2 separate regions of the Mus musculus genome follow, and region 1 is linked to region 2. The links are chromatin contacts, called in public Hi-C maps. All regions are on one chromosome and are shown on one strand. Each heading gives the region's core, a stretch centred on a gene start, on an enhancer-like site or on the middle of the called end of the contact. The rest is flanking DNA. Distances are from core to core; before and after follow the strand shown. Region 1 overlaps Myo10 (myosin X). Region 2 has its middle 43 kb from the start of Myo10.

Region 1 (6,639 bases), core at 1,462-3,961, 92 kb before region 2:
AGCACTGACTGCTCTTCCAGAGGTCCTGAGTTCAATTCTCAGCAACCACATGGTGACTCACAGCCATCTGTAATGGGATCTGACGCCCTCTTCTGGTGTGTCTGAAGACAGATACAGTGTACTCAAACACATAAAATAAATAAGTAAATCTTAAAAAAAAAAAAAGAAGGACTGAGAATGTTGGGCTTGTGAGATGGCTCAGTCAGAAAAGACTACCTGAATTTGATCCCCAAGACTGATTGACTCTTACAAGATGTCTTCTGACTCACACACACCACACACACCACACACAGACACACAGACACTTGGAACATGTAAAAGATTTAGAACTGTTTGGCCACAGTCCCATTGCTTGGGAGGCTAAGGCAAGAAGACCACTTGATTCAAGCGTTCCGGAGCCGGTGACCTGACTCAGGGTAAGTTAAGGTGTTTCCACTGCGGTTCAGATTCTCAGCACACAGGTAAAGAGCCTCGTGCAAAGACAGAACAGCTATCTATTTTGAACAACTATCTGTCGCTTGTCACTAGGAGGCTCTCCTTTCTTCTTACGTGCAGGATGGCTCTGCAGCCCACCCACCCCAACAGGCACAGCACGAAGCCCGAGCTGGTCAGTGTGCCAAGCAGACCTACTTGAGACCATCAAAGTCCCCACACTATAGTCCAGAGTCAGGTCCAAAGCCATCTCTCTTTTGTCTTTCAAACAAGAATATTTCAAAATTAAGAATTTCATACAGGCATCTGTGTGTCTGATTAAACTCACCCCAGCTATCCTGTCTTCTCCACACATATTTTTCCTCTCAACTTAATGTGCTCTCTCATTTTCTTTTTCTAGAGCTGCCATGTCCACACAGTGCAGCCTGCATGTGCATGGCGGGGGCGGGGGGGGGGGGGGAACTAGTGGGGCACGGGTAGTCTCTGAGGGGCCATATCACTGAAGAGAACCGCTCCTCCCCCACCCACCATCTTTCAGTTGCCAGTAGCTTCTCAGATGGGAGTGGGGTTCATGGGCCCCTCATCTGTCCATGCTGGGATCTGGGCTATAAAACTATGTCTCCCAGAATCACTCCAAAAAAAAAAAAATGGCTGTGTGTGTACATGTGTCTATGTGTCATTGGATGTCAAACCCACAGCCCTTAACATGCTAATAAGCAAGCACTCCCCACCTCCACTAACTATTCTCTATCACTAGCGTCATTATTATTTTTTTAATGTGCCCAACAAGAGCAACGTAGCTTTAAAATGCACGGCACAAGGGGCTGCGGCTTACTACCAGGCCCAAAGTTTTGCTTCAGATGTTAAAAGTTTTAGACAGATGTAGTGAAGAGGGCTGCACCACGACGTGTGTGAGACGGCCACTAAGCGCGGTTAGAACGGGATGTTTCACGTAGCACATATAAACACATAAAGAAACACGCCAAAAAAAAAAAAAAACACACACACACACCAAAGACACAGAACAGAAGACAGGTCGAGTTCCAGTCCGAAAAGAAAAACCTCAACATGCATCCGTTCATTTTCCTCCCAGCTTACACTTGGACACTGTAATCATGGCACACCCTTCAGCCAGCCACCCACTAGAAAAGGTGCAAGGCAGGTTTGTAGCTGCTAGCGACAATGATATACAGGCAGGCTGTGCTACAGACCTACAGGCTGTACAGGGTCAGGGCTAAGCTTTGCCTCCCAGCTGGAATGCAAAACAAATGAAAATAAAGCAAAACAAACAAACAAACAAACCCACCCTTTTATTTTGGTGAATGTCACTGTAAGCTAGCCAAAAAAAAAAAAAATCTTATCTTTAAATCATACACAGATCAATAATCTAAAAGAGCAAGGAAAACAAGGAGCCATTTCGTGGTATTAGGCTGAATCACAAATCCACTGGTGTGCAAGTCCTTTTGACCCCTACACTGAGCAATTGCATTGCACATGGTTTAACCGAATCCACGGGGTGCTTCCATTGGAAGCCACAGCTTCAGTCCAAGGACCTCCAAGACCTGAAGGGTTACACAGAGCTAACCTGCAACTGACGCTCTGTTCTGTTCCTCTTGAGTAAGAAATAGGAAAGCCGTCCTTGATATAACTGAAAATGTTTCCCTCTCCATACAGGGTGGCGAGCATTTAAAAACAAGGGAGGAAGGGCCAGAAAATACATACGCAGGAAAGCAAACTAACTCCTGAGGAGACAGCTCGGGGCACAGCATCCTTGCTTTACCATCACCAAGACCTGAGTTCCACCCCCAGAACCAAGCAAAATCAGACAGATGTGGTGGGGGGTCCTTGTAAGCCGGAACTGGAGAGGCAAAGCCAGATCGAGCCATGGGGTCATTGTCCTGTCTGCCCACGCTACTTGGCAGTTACTGACCAACAAGCGTTCTCGGCCTCAAATGAAGTGTATGGCTTCTGACATACAACACTTGATGTTGTCTTCTGTCCTCCATGTGGAGTGTACAACACACACACACACACAATTTTAAAACTATACATAAGCCAGGGAACTCCAGCTGAGCTAGATGAGATCACTAGAAGCTTACTTCTCAATCTCAGCATTTGGGTTTTCCAGTCATGGCATCCTAATGATACAATTTACAATTTCACTTTGATAGCACAGATGTGGTTCATAAACTCCTTTTCCTCCAGCTTCTTAAGTCAGGCTATTTCCTGGCAAGCCTCCCCCCCCCCCCACACCCCACAATTCAATACCTAGCAGTTCTTGTCAGGCTACCTAGAAGTGGGGTGGGGGTTGGGTGGGGAGGACGATGACATACCAGCTGCCGCTCCCTACTTCCCATCCCAGCAATAAAAGAAGTCGGTCCATGACATCGCATCCTCTCGTGCTGCAGACTCTACCATGACAGCTGCCTTGCCAGACAGCCGCCCCAGCAAGTGAAGTCTAGAATGCAGTCTCCTGGCAGTCAACCGCACGGGCGTTCCTGAGCTTGAGAGATGATAGCTCAGCTTAAGTGTCAACGGCCTGCACAGTCCCTTCTGACTTCTGACCACTGAGTTCTAGTTGTCCAGTTCCCAGTGACTTGCAGGGCTAGCTTTGCTATAGGACAGAGTCTGGGCTGCTCCACTGTTCAGGTCCAGCATTCAACAGGCCTGGTGAGATCTCTCCGGGAGCCAGGAATGTGCTCAGACACTTATTTTGTGGAGCAGCAGGACTAAGTGGCCCAAAGCTACCCATGTTCACAAGATGTACAAAGGACATAAAACATTTGTAAACGAGAGGAAGTCAAGAGAATGTGTCAGGAGGGGCGGGCAACAAAGAAGTAGCTAGGGTGGAAGAGAGCAAAGACAAAAAAGAATCAAAACAACCTTAAATGGAAAGTCACTACACTAATTAGCTCATTCATATGTTTCGCAGAATTAGGTCCACGGCATTAACTACAACAGGTCAAACTAGAAGGTCAGACAAAATCAGGTTAGAGCTGGTTCAGTGGGAGGTGGGATTATTAGTAATTAGTGTGACTGGAAGAAGTCTTTGTCAGGGGATAGAGACAACTCCAAAGAACCTAATGGCTTTTACTGAAGGGTTATTAACGTGAGATAGCCTGTGAAAGCCAATCTAATTACACTTGTCAGAAAGAGACAGAAGAGATGGAAGAGGGCAGGGGCTTATAGGGTTTCTGCTGATTAGACTCCTAGCCAGTAAATATTAGGAGACCCAGAATAAAGAGAAAGCAGACAGAAAATCACCGCAACCCTCGCACAGAGCCATCGCTTTGATGAAGTTGACTGAAGTGAATCAAACCACCTCGCCTTAACATACAGTTAGGTAAGCTGATACACTGTAGGCTAGTTGAAAGCCATGAAATTACGCATTCTCTAAACAGAATATTTTCTCTAAACAGATAAAATATTTCCATCTCCTCAAGTGAAAAATCTAATTTAGAATGTACTTCTCAATTCCCTGGAGGGTGCCTGGTGACTGTCAGTACACCTGCGGGCTCTTGAAAAGACAAAGCTCAGTGAGTCTCAGTCTCTCTCTCTCTCTCTCTCTCTCTCTCTCTCTCTCTCTCTCTCTCTCTCTCTCTCGTCTTAGCTACGTCTGCACTCTGAAGAAACAGCAAAGCTTCCTGAAAACTCACAAACTGTCCAGAGATTACTGTCCAAGAAGTAAATTGGGGTGGTTTGAAAAGAAATGCCCCCCAGAGGCTCTGGTGTTCTGAACACTTGTTCCCAGTTGGTTACCAGTTTAGGGGAACCCTGGAACTTTTAGGAGGGCACAGGAGGAGCCATGTCACTGGGGTCAGGTGAACCTTGAGAGTTTATAGCTTCCCCTACGTGTACTTTGCTCCTTCAATTTTGGGCTTGTGGTTGGATGTGTGAGCATCTGGGCTGAGCGCTGCTTCGCCAGCCTCTGCCAGTTCTTGAGCTAAGCCTGAACCTGTTCTTTGAGTGGTCCTCACATTTCTCACAGCGGGAACCCTGCAATTCCTACCCAAATCACCAAGCTAATCATATGTGTTATATTCGGAGTGCCGGACTGGATAACGTAAACCATACACTCAGTGACCAAGGGAAGATGTGGAGGTCAGGATTCTGTGTTGCTTTTGAATTTAGGTTCATATTAGTCCACTCCAGCCCTTGCTAAGCCCACATTCTATAAATACTGTCAAGGGTGACCTGAACACCCAGCTCCACTCTCCACCACTGAGAGCCATCTAATCACCAGGGCCAGCAGTGTACTCCTGTGGCACAGACTGTGACCATAATGCACAGCAACAGCGGTCCTGTTGGGAGCCGCTGCCACGCAAGCAAAGCGCAACTAGAAACGAAACATCAAGGGCATTGTCCTGAGTGCAACAAGCTAGTCTCAGGGCAGCCGCGGTATGATGCCGCTCCTATAAAGTATTTGCCAAAATCACTGGCAAAAGAAGTAAAGCTACTTACCAGATAGCAGACATGGGAAGAAGGTGTGTGTGTGTGTGTGCGTGCGTGTGTGCGTCTCCTCTAAAGCAGCAATGCTGTGGGACAAAGAAGTTATGAAGATCGGCCTTGGAATGTGAGTCTATGTAACCACTGAAGTACACAAAGGTCAGTGGGTAAGCTGCAAAGGCTAAAATCACGTGCTTTGCTTTGCTTTGTGTGCACATGTGTGTCTGTCTGTGTGCACACCATGTATGTGGGGTGCTCAAGAGGCCAGAAGAGGGCACTGGATTCCCCGGAGTTGGAGTTACAGGTGGTGGTAAGCCACCTTCCATGGCTCCTGGCATGCAAATTCTGGTCTTCCTTAGAACATCACATACTCTTAACCACTGAGCCTTCTCGCCAGGAGCCCGTGCTGCACGTCTTCAGCATGGTTTTCTTTTTATGTTTAAAAGGATAAATAAATAAAATCAATCCAGATTTGGACTCAAAACAAAACTAAAAAGAAAAGAATGCTAATAACGTTTATTCTATAGTGCTTTCTGGAACATATTTATGCTAGTGGCATGCTGTTTACCGTTTTCCCTTTTCATATCCTCTAGAGAAGAGCTGACGGGGTCTGAAAGGAGCCGAGTGCTCATCTGGGGAAGGTGGGAGGGGAAGCTAGACTCTAATAGAGAAACAAAACACTCCGACCGTCCTTTCAGGTAAAGTACACTTTGGGAGATAACTGGGCCTCCACTCCAGCAGCATAGCTGACGGATCACAGTACACCACCAGAGGCTGGGGAAGTGGCAACATCCATGCTGCAGACAGCCGTGAGGTATATGGTCTCTCTGTCCCCTCCCCAGGTAACAAATCCACCTGGAAAATGACAGTCCATCTGGGACTCCCAAGTGAGACAGAAAGAACCTTTTAGCCTCACAAACTATGTGTGTGTGTGTGGGGGGGGAATATTGCTGGTGTTTTTAAAAGCAACTGTCTGCAGTGCTTGGTCTTTCTATCCTGACCACACAGAAGACACCAAGGAAGTTTAAGGGTTTCAAGAGAAAATGGCATGAAAAAACAATCACTAAGTATTGATCTTCTGAGCTTTTCTTATAGATCCAATCAGGCACGCCCCATCTTTCAACCCAAAACATAACAATGTTGTATGTCAAGTTCTCAACCAAGAACCACGAAACCAAGTTAGAAAAATGTTGGGAAACACTCCCATAACACTATACATTAACATTTCAATGCTGTGTTGGGCCATATGCCTAGCTCTCCTTGAGGTAGAAAAGGTACCCAGGAAAGAAAGAAATCTGGGTCCTTCTACTTCACACGACTGGGACATTTGCTGTTCTCCCTCTGCAAGGATGGTGGCATAACCACCATAAACATTCTGCACGCTATGCCCCCCTGAGCTCTGGGTTATCAGTTAGAAAAATGAACGAGAGGGAGTCAGGTGGAGTGTGCTGGTCTATATGAATGCCTGCGTGGGGGAACTGCAAGTGCCCATGGGTGAAGTCGACTTCAGGAAGCAGCAGGGACTTGTTCTTACCTGCCCATAGTCTGTCTGGAAGACCACGACGCCTTCTGCACAGGAATTTACAGTACTCGGAAAATGCTGGCCATTTTCTCTTAGCCAGACCCGTGCTCCCTGGACAGAAAAGAAAATTTAACGATGAGTTTAAACGGCATTCTGTCATAAAACACCACTCTCAACATCACCATGACTCCTATATGGCGGTAAAAGGCTACTGCAGGGCCTGGAGACAGGGCTTGACA
Region 2 (6,605 bases), core at 3,711-6,210:
TGCCCTGGATGAGGAAGGCACAAGACAGAATGGAGTTTGTTACAGGGAGATACCCAAAGAAAAGGGAAATAGATTTGCCCCCTTGACAGCAGAGCATATGGCTGTTAGATAGAAATATTTTGTTTCTCATTATAGGATGTTATAGTATGTCTTCTGGCGGAAGGGTATATACAAGGCACCTGTGTATTGCTAGCCTCTTGGCTGTTCATGATTTTCCCTCTCACTTGCCTTATTTCTTAGATATTTCTTTGCTTGCCTTCTGTCTGACAGCAGTTCTTCTGTCTGGTAGCACTGGTTACACACAGAACACTCTTTCGACGAACATCAATTTATTCTGGTTTATGAATGAACTCTTCCCAGAGACTTGATAACTCCTGTTTAGCATATAGCTGTTCCATCTGTCTTTTTTTTAATTTTTTTTATTTTTTTTATTTTAGGGACTTTTCCTCATGTGCTTGCTCATTTCCTGCAGCTGGGCATGACCTGTCACTTACTTCAATAAGCCAGTCCCCTCTGCCCCCCTCAGCGAGGGAGGACAGGATGGAGGGAAGTGACTCCTCTGTCCCAGCTGAACCCCAGGGCGCTTCTAACAGAATTATATTAAGATCCCAAGAAAATCCCATTTCTCTTCCAGTTTCCCACCCCCCACGCCCACCCTTCCCACCCTTTTGTTTTGAGTTGCAGGAACAGACCCAGAGGCGATGGATAAGACTTTCCTGCTTCCCTCAAATCCTCCAGAAAACATTGCCCACTTCTCTCCCCTCTGCCCAGCCCTACTCTGAAAGCCTTGGTGGACCCTCAAAGCCAGCCCCTCTGGGAAGCAGAAACAGAAAGCAAAGGGGGAGAAGAGATTGAGAGAAATAGACAGACTTGTAGGGAGACAGGAAAAACAAACAAACAAACAAACAAACAAAAAGATGAGAACTACGAACCTGAAGGAAAAAGAAATGAAGAAAAGTAAAAAAAAAAAAAAAAAAAAAAAAAAGTCAATTGAGTTCCATGCTAGCATTTGAGGCCAGCCCAGTCTTTATACTGAGTTCCGGGCCAGCCAGGGATAATAGAGACACCCTGTCTTCAAGGAAATAAATAAAAATGTAAAAAGGGAGCGAAAGAAAGGTTGGTTCAGAAAGCCCTGTGACTCGGTGTTCTTCTAGTGTCCTGGGTGCCATATAGATTAGTTGATTTTATTCCCTATTCCCCAAGAAGTTAGAATTAAAAAGAAAAATCAGACGAACGGATGTAGGCAGCCTCTGCTGCATGAGATACACAGCGGATCTAACTCAAACACTTCTCAAGTACAGCGCGTCCAATGAGTGCAGCCACTACCAAATGTAAAGTCCTTATAACCCAGCCTTGGCTTACTTATGAATCTCCTCCAGGCCCATAGCTCAGGCTGTGTGCTCTTAGGAGATTCCCAAGAACATGCCTAGGGGTTGGCAGACAATTACAGCCTCTCTCCTTTTCCCTCTTACCAGAAAGTAAAATCTGAATTGCAAGATATCGAGGAGGGAGAACTCATAGAGATCCCCCCTCGCTAAGCCGTTCAAGCCCTATTCCCCAATAAACAGATAGCTGTAACAATTGATTTCTCTGTGGTGAATGGGATAGTCATGACATCTTGCTGAGCGAGGCCCTCAACAGGCAGAACTCCTTTTTCCAGTGACCTTTTCCCTCCTCTTAATGGGCAGTTGTCCCTGAACTACAAGGCCTTGTTGTTGGCTCAGGTCACAGCTCACAGCCTGCAGACACACACACACACACACACACACACACACACACACACACACACACACACACTGCTTGAGGCAGGAAAGCAAGAGGACTGCTATTCCATAAAAGGCCTCTCAGTGTGCATTGTGTGGCAGACAACGGGGCACACAGGGTCCTTGAAGTCCTGGAGAGAGCCGAAGTGAGGAAGTTTGCCTGTGGAGAGCTTGTGATATTTTTGGCAGCGGTTTCTCACTACCTGGACCGCATGTTTGTGTCTGCGATGGTGTTTACTGTGACTCGCAAAAGAATAGCTACTAAATTGGGATGTGATGGACTTTACAGCTGGAGTGAGAACTGGATCTCAGAGGAGTGACACTGGGGATTCGAGATGTTGTGTTCTCTGTGTGGTTACGTTTTTTTGATCTTAGGATAGGGAAGGGAAAAAGCCAAGTCCCTAAGAGTGAGGTGGCCTAGCTGTGTCCATCCTGAGGGTGGACTGTGGAATGCCTGAAGTGGGCTTCCAGTTCCTGGTACAGTGAAGGGTTATAAATTGTGTCTGCCTCCTCCAGTCAGTTTTCCTTTTGGGGCTTTAAGTTGTTGGTAACTCTCTTTGCCAGATTCAGGTTTATTTCAGCAAATATTTGATGGCTCCATCCACAGCATACATTTGCTATGAAACTGTTGGGCATTTTGATTGGTCTTCAAGATCAGTAGTTTTTTTGAGTTGTTATCAGAAAAAGAGTCTGAAGACTCCATAAAACCCTTCTGCTGGCCCTCAAGGGTTGGTCACAGCGTTAACTACGATCCTGATCCCTTCGACCTTGTTAAGAGCCCTGGGCCATATACACTGTGACATAGTTTCTCCCTGCCCGGAAGCAAATGATGAAAGCTTTCCTCAGAAGGATGTGTGCAGCCCTCTGAATGGGAGATGTCTAAATCCCACTCTTCAGAAAGGCCTACTGTAGAACAATAAGCAGAGACAGTTCCTGCCCCTTTTTGCTAATTAGCATACCAGGAGTATTTATGGGACACAATTTTCCCCTTTGCCAGAGTGGTGGGGCTGTTAAAAGCCTCTAACTTTGGCCAAGTCAAAACTCTTTTCTTGTATATTGCATTTATTTCAAGAAAGCTGGGCCGTTGTACATGAAGGCACACCATTAATTCCAGCACTCAGAGGGCAGAGGCAGGCAGATCTTTGGAGTTTAGTGGCAGTCAGGCCTATGTAATTTTTTTTTTTTAGCTTTATCTATAAAAAACAAAGCAAAATATAATACAATAGCCATAAAGCAGTGGTGTATATGTGAACTGTCTTTGAGGCTTTCTCCTGCATACCCCACATAGATCTACATTGTATCTAATGTATCACATTTGTTAAAAAAATGGAAAGGTTGTTTAAACATCTGTCTCCTATCGCCTCAGTGAGACCTGGGGGTGAGAAGGGTTTTCTAAAGCAAGCTACCAAAGAAACAAAGGTTGCTTTATCTAACGGGGCATTTAGATAACTGCAGAGCCACGTGTCTCTGTCTCCCATGTCATCAGACTTTAGTCACTGTAACGGACACCTGAGGAAAACCATTTAAAAGAGGAAAGATTTATGTCTGCTTGTGATTTCAGTTCAGGGTCTCCCGACTCTGAGTCCTGGAATTAGGGAGAGAGATAGACATGCGCTGTAGACAGACATGCGCTGTAGGCATGCGCAGTAGACAGATGTGCACTGTAGACATGCGCGGTAGGCAGACATGCGCTGTAGACAGCTTTTACAAGCATCACCCAAGTGGCCTGCTTTCTCCAATAGACTGTGCTCTGTTTTCTACCATCTTTAAGTAAACCTTATCAACACTATGGAGTGATAAAATATCTAGAATACATTGACTGGATCAGATTAATCCATTCTTTGGGATTCAGATCTCAGTGACTTCATCTACCAGCTGATTACCAGACTCTCAATTATTTATTTAATTTTTTGAAGACAGGGCTCTCTTTACAAGCCTGGTTCACCTAGACATCACTTTGTAGACCAGGCTGGCCTCAAACTCACACACACAAACACACGCGCGCGCACACGCGCGCGCGCACACACACACACACACACACACTCCTACTTCGGCCTCCTCAGTGCTAGGATTAAAGGCATGTACTACTTCACCTAGCTTAGTTTATCTTTTGAGCAAACAGTTCATTTCCAAGCCATAATACTTAGTAAATTTGGGTCAGAATTATTAAGCTTTAATATAGATAAGTTTTGAATTGAAGTCGGTTTTACTATCTAAGCTCTATTTTCCCTTATTTATATGAGAAAGAGAAACGGCATTTCTTGTGAGCTTTGATGTCTAGTTCTCAATGTTAGACTGTTCTAACTCTTTCTCCACCTCCTGGGGCTCACACCCTGCATCTGGCTTCTCAGTTAGGGGCATGCCAGCTGTACTTCACATCCTGCCTACGGAACCTTCAAAATACAATAAAGTTCTGCCTTGCTCTTCCCTCAAATGCTGGCCAGTTGCTTTCCCGGTTGCTCATTTTGAGTTACTGAATATTTGTTTGTGGCTTTCTTCTGAGGATCACATTTTTCCCCCTATTTCCCAATCAGCCTGTGCAGAAGCAACCAGGGAAGGGAAAACATTTTTTTTTTAATTCACCTATGAAAAACAAAATATTTCGTGTCTTCTCTTATATGCAGAATGTGTTAGATATATTAAATCTGTTTGTACATGTGTATGCAGCAGGAATGTAGATGGGAGCTATTGGGGCTGGAGGAGAGAAGAGGCGGGAGGAAGGGAAGATGATCAAGGTACAAGATAGACATGTTCAGAAAAGTAGTGAAAATCATCATTTTGTACACTGTACAACTTGTAAACAGTAGAAATGAAAAGATCATGTATTAGTGATTTAAATCCTTCTTATGAGGAATCAATGGACTACCTCAAAGGGAGAACTAAGAAACAGAAATAGTGTTTGTAGGTTGTAAGATGCTTATAGTTCTAGCAGCCAGAGAGGTTGCTGTTTCAGCCTTACCAGGAAACATGGGCAATAGTCATTTTGAAATTGCTATTGGGACAGAGTTCTGCAGAAAGTAATGAGGGGGGCTTTGAGCAGCTTGGCATCTGTAGAGCACTCAACTGGAAGTAAAACACATGTGCAGAACAAGATAGAAAGCCTTTATTTAAAGTGTGGTGGAAGGTTACTGAGTCATTGGATGGTTGAAGTATTTGTGGCTTGAGTAATGGACTCGCCAAGAATCCCGGAGTCAGTCAGACTCCTTTTGCCTTGGAAGAACAAAGCAGAAAGGGTAGACCGGCTGCGTTATATGTCATTCTGTGCTGCATATCGTGTTCAGCAACGATTTTGGCCAACTTCAAATTCCTCAAGCCAGGAAGGAATGCTGTGTCTCCTTAACCTTAACTGACTGTGATATTCCAAACAAGAAGGGGTTTGGAATATGGGTCACAAAGCATGACAGACAGAGCTAAACTGGGAATCTGGTTTCGTTCCCAGCCTGTGATGGATGTCTCATGGATGGGGTCAATGCCACATCTGATGTCATCCCGAGATGACATTCTTCAGTCAGGCAGGCAAAATCTGTAGACTCAAGAGTGAAGCAACTTGATTGATTCCACTACACATCTAAAGGTCTCCTTAAATAACTCTGATAAGTTATCAGTTATCTATCCAAGGTGGCAATCTTCTTTCTGCATGCTTTCTCCATGGGTGTTATTTAACACACAGGAAGGGCTTATACGTGCCTGGTGTGTAGGAGGCAAGTTATAAAGCGAGCTATGGCAACTACTAGCCTGGGTTACTTAAGACCCTGACTTCAAAAATCAATAATTAAAAGTAAATAAATCAACTTGTCCTTTGTTCTCCATCACTAAAAGGTGGAAATTCCTCTTCAAATTATCAAAATACTGTTACTAATCCCAAACAACAGTGTTTAATATTCACAAGATATGAATTCAGTGTTCAGTGGGCTCATGTGCGTCCCATTGTGGTTTCCTTGGAGCTGGATAAATATGACGTCATGTCTCAGGATGGGTTTATGTGACTCTTTACTCTTTGAAGATTTCTTCTTAATATTAAAACAACAACAACAAAACCCCAAAACTCATATTTTATTTGCTGAGGGAACATGGCTGCTTTCCTTGTGGAGATTTCCATCGATGAGTTTTCTTGGTTTGTCTCAGTGGTGTCATATGACATTGTATTTTAGATCTACTTAGATTTAAAAGCTTATGCAAGCGGGGAGGGCTATAGCTACTGATAGAGTGCTTGCCTAGCACACGCTAGATTCTGGGTTCAATCCTCATTGCCATCAGAAAACATCTGTTAGAGTCAAGTTCAGATCTAGGTGCTGTGGGGCAGTTCCATCAGGAAGTATAGGTCATCAGGAATATCTGTTTGCGGTACCTGATAAAATTCAATACGTAGATCCATTCCTTTACAGTTGTTATATGGGGGTCACATGGCAGCCCCCCTCCTCTTTTTCCTCCTCCTTGTCCTCTCCTCTTCCTTTTCTTTTGGCCTTTTAAGACAAGGTCTCCAGTAACTCAGGCTGTCCTTGAACTCACTATGTAGCTGAGGATGGTCTTCAACTTGCATCTTCCTGTCTGGACCTCTCAAGTGCTAGGATAGCTGCATCTGGCTGTCTTTCTCTCTTTGGAGACATTTTATAAAGAGAAACTTTCCTTCACTTGTTCCTTGCTCTCTCTGTCTTGGTTAGGGTTACTATAGCTCTGAAAAGAGATGATGACTCGGTCAACTTATAAAAGGAAGCATGTAGCTGGGAAGTTGCTTACAGTTTCAGAGACTTAGTCCATGCCCATTATGGGGGTGTGTGGCAGCAGGCAAACAGACATGATGCTGAGGCAGGAGCTGAGAGATTACATCACGGGCTTTTGAAA

The links. A called contact is a pair of places that touch in the nucleus more often than the background predicts.
Region 1: a contact with region 2 is called in a Hi-C map of myocytes, with 2.4 times the contacts expected there. The contact joins two enhancer-like sites. A contact is called at or near these places in 2 of 484 Hi-C or Micro-C datasets (myocytes and natural killer cells), 1 of 115 datasets of contacts at active chromatin or transcription factors (pancreatic cancer cells) and 1 of 9 other capture datasets (liver).

What each region holds. Positions count from the first base shown.
Region 1 is chr15:25,666,298-25,672,936 of GRCm38.p6, reverse strand. It overlaps Myo10 (myosin X), which reads right to left. Exons shown (of 41, transcript NM_019472.2): 2 at 6,413-6,511. Among named protein-coding and RNA genes, the nearest start is that of Myo10, 47 kb to the right of the region's middle. Within about 2 kb of position 2,711, at least 17 of the 459 cell types and tissues checked have an H3K27ac peak or open chromatin away from gene starts, as enhancers often do. A contact at or near this core is called in myocytes, where this site is marked.
Region 2 is chr15:25,576,161-25,582,765 of GRCm38.p6, reverse strand. No RefSeq gene overlaps it. Among named protein-coding and RNA genes, the nearest start is that of Myo10, 43 kb to the left of the region's middle. Within about 2 kb of position 4,960, at least 58 of the 459 cell types and tissues checked have an H3K27ac peak or open chromatin away from gene starts, as enhancers often do. A contact at or near this core is called in myocytes, where this site is marked.